Regions from separate parts of the Mus musculus genome. Here regions 1 and 3 are each linked to region 2. The links are chromatin contacts, called in public HiChIP or PLAC-seq maps. All regions are on one chromosome and are shown on one strand. Each heading gives the region's core, a stretch centred on a gene start, on an enhancer-like site or on the middle of the called end of the contact. The rest is flanking DNA. Distances are from core to core; before and after follow the strand shown.

What was found. HiChIP or PLAC-seq counts read pairs in DNA pulled down with a chosen protein or histone mark.
Region 1: a FOXA1 HiChIP or PLAC-seq map of pancreatic cancer cells shows a contact between it and region 2. The contact joins two enhancer-like sites. A contact is called at or near these places in 5 of 15 datasets of contacts at CTCF or cohesin (the NIH/3T3 cell line, embryonic stem cells and stem cell-derived epiblast-like cells), 19 of 484 Hi-C or Micro-C datasets (the C10 cell line, the HPC-7 cell line, LSK cells and 5 more), 3 of 115 datasets of contacts at active chromatin or transcription factors (the HPC-7 cell line, heart atrium and pancreatic cancer cells) and 1 of 9 other capture datasets (embryonic stem cells).
Region 3: a contact with region 2 is called in a CTCF HiChIP or PLAC-seq map of the NIH/3T3 cell line, with 6 read pairs. The contact joins two enhancer-like sites. A contact is called at or near these places in 2 of 15 datasets of contacts at CTCF or cohesin (the NIH/3T3 cell line and stem cell-derived epiblast-like cells), 17 of 484 Hi-C or Micro-C datasets (the CH12 cell line, the Patski cell line, bone marrow-derived macrophages and 10 more) and 4 of 115 datasets of contacts at active chromatin or transcription factors (the NIH/3T3 cell line, bone marrow-derived macrophages, embryonic fibroblasts and 1 more).

Annotation. Positions count from the first base shown.
Region 1 is chr1:149,861,783-149,864,580 of GRCm38.p6, reverse strand. All of the region lies in intron 12 of Pla2g4a (phospholipase A2, group IVA (cytosolic, calcium-dependent)), which reads left to right. Among named protein-coding and RNA genes, the nearest start is that of Pla2g4a, 98 kb to the left of the region's middle. Within about 2 kb of position 1,495, at least 64 of the 459 cell types and tissues checked have an H3K27ac peak or open chromatin away from gene starts, as enhancers often do. A contact at or near this core is called in the NIH/3T3 cell line and pancreatic cancer cells, where this site is marked.
Region 2 is chr1:150,246,587-150,249,286 of GRCm38.p6, reverse strand. No RefSeq gene overlaps it. Among named protein-coding and RNA genes, the nearest start is that of Pdc, 71 kb to the left of the region's middle. Within about 2 kb of position 1,291, at least 12 of the 459 cell types and tissues checked have an H3K27ac peak or open chromatin away from gene starts, as enhancers often do. A contact at or near this core is called in the NIH/3T3 cell line and pancreatic cancer cells, where this site is marked.
Region 3 is chr1:149,831,631-149,834,494 of GRCm38.p6, reverse strand. The region is part of intron 17 of Pla2g4a (phospholipase A2, group IVA (cytosolic, calcium-dependent)); the gene reads left to right. Among named protein-coding and RNA genes, the nearest start is that of Gm23535, 130 kb to the right of the region's middle. Within about 2 kb of position 1,319, at least 22 of the 459 cell types and tissues checked have an H3K27ac peak or open chromatin away from gene starts, as enhancers often do. A contact at or near this core is called in the NIH/3T3 cell line, where this site is marked.

The DNA.
Region 1 (2,798 bases), core at 246-2,745, 380 kb after region 2:
GTAAGCTAAAACTAATGGTTTTCTTTAAATCAAACATCCTATAATAATTCAAAAATGAGTGTTCCAAATCTTTAAAAAATAGACAACCTCTATGGAGAACTAGTGGATTATATTCATTATTAAAATAGAACTCTAGAAATATGTTTTTCTGGATGAATAAATTTGACTTTAAAAAGTGGTGCATATCATCATGATTTGCCCAGAGGTTTGAGGTCTATGCCCAGTAAGCACTATGTTTTGATGGACTGTGGAGTTCAATGCTGAATTAGAGATTTTGGGACAAGGATGTGGTTCCGTTTATAGAGCACTCCATAGTCTGCAACATCCTGCATTTGATCCCCAGGAACATGAACCATGGCATGGGGCACAAGTCAGAGAACTCCTCAGGACACATGAAATCCTGTTTCAGAAAGAAAACAAATAAGAATAATGAATGAGTGAATTTGGAGCCAATGTATCAGGGATCAGGGCTACCAGTCAATTACATCTTCCCCGCCCTCCTGTTCATGAAATATCTCTGGTCTGTTTGGAGAACACAGGATACAAAAAATGATATTTTAAAAATAATCAATTCATTTTAAAAAATGTATTTATGTAAAATGTTTATTTGCTTTCCCCGTCCCCCCCCCCCCCACCACCACCAATATGTGACCTTCAGCAATCATGGGCAATGGCTATCGACATAATGAAGCTTTATGCAGAAGAGACTCTAATTGTAACATGGCGTGGAGTACCATACATGTCCTTCTGAGTAGTAGTACTGTTTCTCCTCCTGAGAGGTTTTCTTTCTCTTGTTGATAGTTATATATAGCATGCAAAGATTCATTAGTCTATTCTTTAAGAGTTCCATTTGTTCATTTGGATCATTCCTAAGTAAGTACTGGGAAAGTGATTGTACCTTTTCATTAGGACCAACTATTTCTAAATACACATTAAATCAAGCAGAAAGGGCAGTTATAGTTGGTAGTACTTGGTCCATCCAAGCATCACTAAGTTAGGGGGCCGGCAAAGTGGGTAGTATCTGGAGCCAGAGGTGATCTTTAATAGAGTCACTATTTCTTCATGGTTAAAATATAATCAAAGTGTATAAAGATGAAGAAGGTCTGGGAGGCAGCCTCAGTGGTTGATAACTTATCTGGCATGTGCAGGGCCCTAGATTTGATCCCCAACATTATACCACCACCAACAGCAAATCGGGGTTCCCCACCAGAAGATTGTAAGATGACACCTTTAATCTGAGCTTTATAAGAAGATCTAGGTTAGCCTGAGCTAAAGTGTAGGGGTGAGGTAATCCTGCTTGGTTTATTTTAGTGGCATCCCTGGTAGATGACCTGTTCAACTTTAGTTTTGTGGAAACCACTGAGTCTTTTCTGAATCACACAAGTCTTTTCTGAACTACGTGAAGGTTTTTAAAAAGAGAAAGGAAAGCAGAGAGGGAGCCCACGCGGGTGGCCTGCTTCCTGTGTTCCTTCTCTGCTGAATAATCCTGATAACTCAGGTTAATTATTATTTTTTTCCTCCTAAGGCAGGAAGAGAATAGGGCTGAAATTACACATCAGAAGGTGGGCGAGACAATGGCTGCAGGCCAAGGAAAAGGAAGATGTTTACAGCGCACAGTGCTGAGAAATCTCTGTGGAGAAGTCCCCTCGGGGCCAGCAGTCTGGCCACTGGCTGTTTTGTGTCAGACTGAGGGCAGTGGATATTGTGTTCTTGGGCTCCACTGGTCAGCAGGAGGCATGTTAGCTCAGATTATGTAAGGGTTTCCAGAAATGAAACTGAAGAGGTGACTGAGGGTTCTCGAGACTTCTGGGGACTGCTTCATCCTTTGACTAAGTGGGGTCTCTCTTTTTAAGGGGCACCCAGAGGGGACTTGTTTGCCTGTTTGTTTGTCTGTTTGTTTATTTTTTACTCTATTACCTTAGTGAAGATTTTAAGGTGAACTGGAACCCTGATTAAATAACTTTAAATGAAATAATTTACTTGCTCAAAGAGTTGTTTGATGTGGGAAATTTTACTACTAAAGTGAGCTATGTAAAGATACCAGAGATGAGTTCAGATAAATCCAGTCAAGCTCTAAAAACATCCTTATAAAGAAAACAGTGCCATTTTCTTAAATTCGCTTACTAAATGCAGCCAAAGTAGGACATACCAAAGCCATAGAGACAGACAGGAGAAAATGTCTAAGGAAAGAAAAGTGCAGATAGCAAGCAGCAGAGCAACCCAAAGTGTATGACAACTGGGGTGTGTCTTTTTTACTACCCGCCTCTGCTGTGGAACAGAATTACTGCTGTCACAGTTATAATAGGAAAAGAAAAAAATCACATTTTGAGTATTTTATTTTGTTGAATTTTGTAGTTATAACTAATGCCAGTAAAAGTGAAATTTAACCTCTCAGGAATTTACTAACCTTTTCATTATGTAACTGTCCATGCATCTGCTATTTATGTGAGCTTAACAAATATAAAGAGAGAAATATGGGGAGCTGCATGCCACACCCCTTGGTTTTTTTTTTTTTTTTGAGCTTGCGTTTTCCCAAGTGGTTCTTGTGAGTAAAATTGCTAAATTTGGATCTAGTGTATTGAAATTGAATAAAAAAATATAGTCTTTTCTATTTGCTAGCAAAGAAAAAGAAAAAGTCACTACGAAGCATAGTTCACATGAACCAGCAGAAAGTCTGATTTTTCTGCAAATATTAATCACAAGAATAGTTGTCAGGTTTCACAAATTAGATGCATTTCCCCTGGGAAAAGGATGGTGAAATGTTAGACCAGCTTTTACCACTATGTTGATATTAAGGC
Region 2 (2,700 bases), core at 42-2,541:
ATATATGAGCAAAATAGCAAGAATACTTAGTAATGGACTAAATTAATGCTGTATTAATTTAATTTTAAAAGTATATATACACACACATATATGTGTCTATCTATCTATCTATCTATCTATCTATCTATCTATCTATCTATCTATCTATCTATATTTCCTCCACATACAGGCTTGGCTTTGGGTGAGTTCATCTATAGTTGATAAATAATTAAGTACAGATCAAAGAACAGGAGATTTATGTTATTTGAGATCTGCAAGGCCCCTCACAGCACAAGTATCATCAACATACACATGCTATAGTAAGCTACAACTGGTGTTTCATGCGACTCTTGTTCGTGAGCACTTAGATGCCTCACAAAATACGTCCTGTTAGCCATTGTTCTTGGGTTCAGAATGGCTTTTGAAAAGTCCCTGAAGATTCTTGTCTTTCTTTCATGCATTTGAACATCTGCAGTGAACATTCTGCATATCAGTGTCTTATGGGACTGTCCCAGCATGGTCAAGGAGTGGACCACTGTAAGCTTGAAGAAGATCAGCTCATGTTTGGCCAGATTTAGATCCATTGGTAAGAGCAGATGTTGGTGGGGTCATTAACATTTTCTTTTTGGTCCTTGCCTTGGCAGAGACTTAGGACCTCTGACACCTCACTCTTGCTACTTTGTCCTCTGAAGAAGCCCAGTCTCAGGGACCTCTTCCCAACTGGCTTTAATAGACATATGAAGTGCTTTATGGAAGGCAAAGGACTACTTTCCTGAGTACACCTGTTAGGGCAATATGCTTAATTTTATATATTCATGGGTCTGAGCTCAGTGCTTACATGTGCTATGAGTGTTTGGGTGATATTTACTTTTAAGTTGGTAGACTTTGACCAAGAATATTGCCCCATAATATTGGTGGGTCTCATCTAACCAGTTAATGGCTTAAATGGAATAAAATTATGACCCTAGGCTGTTTTTTTGCATTTAAACTGTAAGTTTTTTTTTTCCTCCCTAGCTCTTCAGGTTGGTGATCTTGAACTTAAACTACAACACTGGTCTTTTGCCTCATTTTTCAGCTTGACTGTCTATCCTGAAGATTTGGGACTTTCTAGTCTCCAATACCATTAATGGTATTGAGGCAAATGTGCTGGCACACTCTCTGTAATCCTAGAATGAAGGAGGCAGAGTTACAAGGATTCTAAGTTTTAGTCCAGCCTGGGCTTTAAAGCAAGACCCTATGTTCCAAACTACACAGGGACAGAGCTCATTTTTCCCTCTCTGTACATGTTCTATTGGTTCTGCTTTTCTGGAGAACCATGACTAATACACAGGGCATGACTACCTATGTTTATTTAGTGCAGGATGTGTGTCAGGCATTCTATACATATTAACTCAGAATTTGCAGGCAAATTAGAAGCAACAGAGCTCCAAAGAGGTTAAAGAAGATGTTCTTAACTAATTGGTTATTTTTCTGTTGTTCTGTCTCTCTGTTCTTGTCTTACAAGGAAAGTAACTGAAATCATGAATCTATTGCTTTTTTTGTTGTTGTTGTTTCTACTTTCTTCAAACTCTTCTTAAAGTTGGTCTTTTAATTATACTATCAAAATGCTTTCTAGACCAGGCTATAGCTCTGTGATAGAACATTTGTCTGTGTGTGAAGGACTGACTTCAATCCTCAGCACTGAAAACAATTCTATTAAAATCATCATCATCTTCATCTTCATCTTCATCTTCATCATCTTACTTCTTCACTTTACATCTTGCTGACTACCCCCTTCTGGTCATCCCCTTTCACAATCGTTCTATCCCCCAAACCCCTTCTTCTCTGATCAGGTGGGGCCACCCTGGGTATCCCCGACACTGACACATCAAGTCTCTGTGAGACTAGGCTCATTGTTTCCTATTGAGGCCAGATGAAGCACCCTAGCTAGAAGAACATATCAAATGAACAGGCAATAACTTTTGGAATAGCCCCCACTCCAGTTGTTTGTGACCCACCTGAAGACCAAGCTGCTACATATGTGCTGGGGACAGGAAACTATGTCCAGCCCATGTATGCTCTGTGGTTGGTGGTTCAGTCTCTGAGAGCCCCAAGGGACCAGTTTAGTTGATTCTCTTAGTCTTTCTGTGGAGTTCCTATCCCCTAATGGGCAGCAATCTTTCCTCCTATTCTTCTGTAAGAGTCCCTAAGCTCCATCCACTATTTGGGTGTGAGTGTCTGCATCAGCTGCTGGATGGAGCCTCTCAGGGCAGCAATGCTATTCTCCTGTCTGAAGCATCATAGAGTATTATTAATACTGCCAGGGAGTGGTGCTTGCCCACGGGATGGGTCTCAAGTTGGGATGGTTATTTGTTCCCCCAGACTCTGCTCCATTCCCTGTCCCTCCATAACTTGTAGACAGTTTAAATTTTGGGTTGAAAGTTTTGTGGGTGGCTTGGTATTCCATTGGGGTTCCTGCCTGGCTGCAGGAGGTGGCCTCTTGAGGTACCGAATCCCCAATGCTGTGAGTCACAGCTAAGGACAAGGACATCCCCATTGATTCTTGGGTGCCTCCCTTATCCTAGGTCTTTCACCCTGGAGATGCCCACTACTTCCCCATACCTGTCAGTTGCAGATTTCCATTCATTCTCAAGGGATTCTGACCATCCTTCCTGTTGATCCCCATATCTGATCCAGAACCCCTCTATCTCCTTCCCCACCCCCTCTTCTTTCTAGTTTCCT
Region 3 (2,864 bases), core at 70-2,569, 410 kb after region 2:
TTATCACTCAGGAAGCTAAGGTAAGAGGTTCCTGAGTTTTCTCTCAGGAAACTCTGTTTCAGAGAAAAGAAAAGAAAAAAACACCCAAAAAACAAAAACAAAAACAAAAGTATGAATACCTTTATTAACCAAATATTTTCTCCTAAACATTCAACACTTAAAACCAGCCAAAGAAGCATGATGGATAGATCTAAGTGTGTGTGTGTGTGTGTGTGTGTGTGTGTGAATTTATAGGCATAGGAATCAAGTAAAAAAAAAAAAAAACTAGAAAAAATGCCAGAAGTCACAGTTTTGGAGTGGGGACTGAGCTTAAGGCATAAATCTTCCTTACTCTTTTCTCTGTCAACCATTTCTCTCCCAAGTGGCCTTGTTACTTAGTGTTCTACATTCACTTTCTTTTCCAACCAAGCCAACCAGTTTCCATGTGTTTCATATGTCCTGCGTTTACCACAGCATTCCATTCTTAGCTTTATATGGTTATTCATGGAGAAAATTGCTTGCCTCCTCTGCTTATGAAATAATATGTGTTTAACTCCAGTTATATTTTCCTCATGGTTTATCTGGGCGTTTATTAATCTAGAAAATATTTGTTATATGCCTTTCATAGTCTCAGTGCTGTGGTCAAACACTAACAGTCCTGGTTTTCATGGTATTTCAGACTTACATAAAATCAAACATTAGTCAGGAGCCTCACAGTAATTTTTATGAAAATAGTAGTTGCTTCTTATGATGGTAATTATTTTTATTCCTCTCTAAAGGTGTGTCTTCTCTGTAAGGTTACACCATAACATTCTCTCCTGGACTGCTGTTTTTAATTTGATACTATAAGCATCTCAATTTGTCTATAGACCCCTCAAAAATCATTCATTTCGGTGGAAGGGAGGAAGATCTTCTTTTCCAAGTTTAAAATTTTTTTTTTACTTATCTACTGAAAATGCTGTAGTATTAAGGGAACTGTTTTTTTAAAAAGAAATTGGAAAGCTCTTGAATGGTGTAGAAGAAGATGGCATGGATAATACTTGGGACAAGCAGTGAGGATACAGAAGGTTAGGAAACAATGGATATTATTGGAATAAACTGGCAAGGGAGGATCTGAAACCCCATGGAGGGAGAGAAGCAATTATACAAACCCTCTAAGGTCATTCCTGGCTTAAAAAAAAGATAGAAAGATACAGATACTACATAAGACATTTTAGATTCATCCAGATGTGTCACGTAGCTTCTAAAAGCTTTACAATTAGCAAGTGATTTAATACTAAGTTTTTCTTGGCCTGGAAGCATTAGGTTCCCAGGGCGGCAGTAGGGCTGTTTTATGAGGAAACAGAAGCCTGTTCAGTGCTTTCATAGTGTTAATATGCCATCTAGTGGTTCAACTTGCACACTCTTATCCCAAATGACTTGGATTTTTAGTTATAAAGGCAAACCCTAGAATGAATATATATCTCCCATTCATATCTCATTATATCTCTGTGATACCAACATTGCTAGTTTTTTCTATCTTCCTTATTTTCTTATAGTGTAAAATATTGAACACAGTGCCCCCATATACATTAGGCAAATAGTCTACCAATTGAGCTAAAAAAAATCTTGGTCTCCAAACTTTGTTCTCTCTCTCTCTCTCTCTCTCTCTCTCTCTCTCTCTCTCTCTCTGTGTGTGTGTGTGTGTGTGTGTGTGTGTGATAGAGAGAGTCAGACAGCCATCACAAGTGTACTATTCCCTGGGTCTTTTCTGTTCTAAAGCATTTTGGATGGCTGTTTTACCCTTCCCTGCACCAAGGGTATACATCTGCGTGAAGGAGCAGAACTGACTGGTAACATGGCAGCCAGCCAGAATCTAGAAAGACAGAGACTATTAAAAGTAAATACAGAAGGTCATTTGAATAGCAGGATTGATTTGCCAGTTCACACAGTGTAATGAGCCCATTCTTGCCCATATTGACTTCTTATAAGCTTTATAGCTTCCTAACTTTCATCACACACAGTTTATAAGCAATGGTATGAGCACATGTCTGTTGCAGGATATTTCTCTATGTGCTAGTCACTGTCCACAGCACTTTCTAGCAATATTCTCCAATTCCTAGCAACCTAAGATTAATAACGTTATTATTGTCTTAAAGAAGCCAGGAGTAGAGAGACGGGTCAGCAGTTAAGAGTCCTTGATCTTCTTGCAGATGACTCAGGTTTGGTTCCCATGCACTGTCTATAAATATTTACAAGGGATCCAACTCCCTTTTCCACACTCCAGAGACACTGCATACACATAGTGCAATTGTATGCAGGCAAAATACTCACACACATAAAATAAAATACGTAAATCTTTAAAGAAGAAGAAACAATCTGAAGTGTGTAGGCTGATTTTCATCTATTTCACAGAACCTGGACATGAATGGGCCAAGGAGGCCTTTGACTCAAGTCTTTTTCAATAGATCTGAAGCCCAGAATGTGTTATGTCTCTCTTATGTATGGGTAAATGCATTCTGCCAACATGTAATTAAAAGACTCTGTAATATTTGACTCTGGTTCTACAAGCAGAGACTAACAATATTTTTTAACCATATGAAAGACTCAAGTTTCTTCAGGATAAATTCTTTTCTGTTATTTTGTTTTTAGGTTTTTTGTTTGTTTGTTTGTTTTGTTTTTGTTTTTGTTTTGGTTTGTTTTGGTTTGGTAATGTGACAGCATATTTAACTAGCCACTCTGGAAGAAATAGAGGTTTCTACCAATGGGTATGATAAGTTGCTGGATACTGACCACATGTGCGCATAACTGAGTCCTCCTAGCTCTGTTCTAGGCACTGGAGCATACTTGCTTGGTGACCTGTGGGATTAGGAAAAGCCTTCTGGATGGCCTAGTTGGCCATCAGT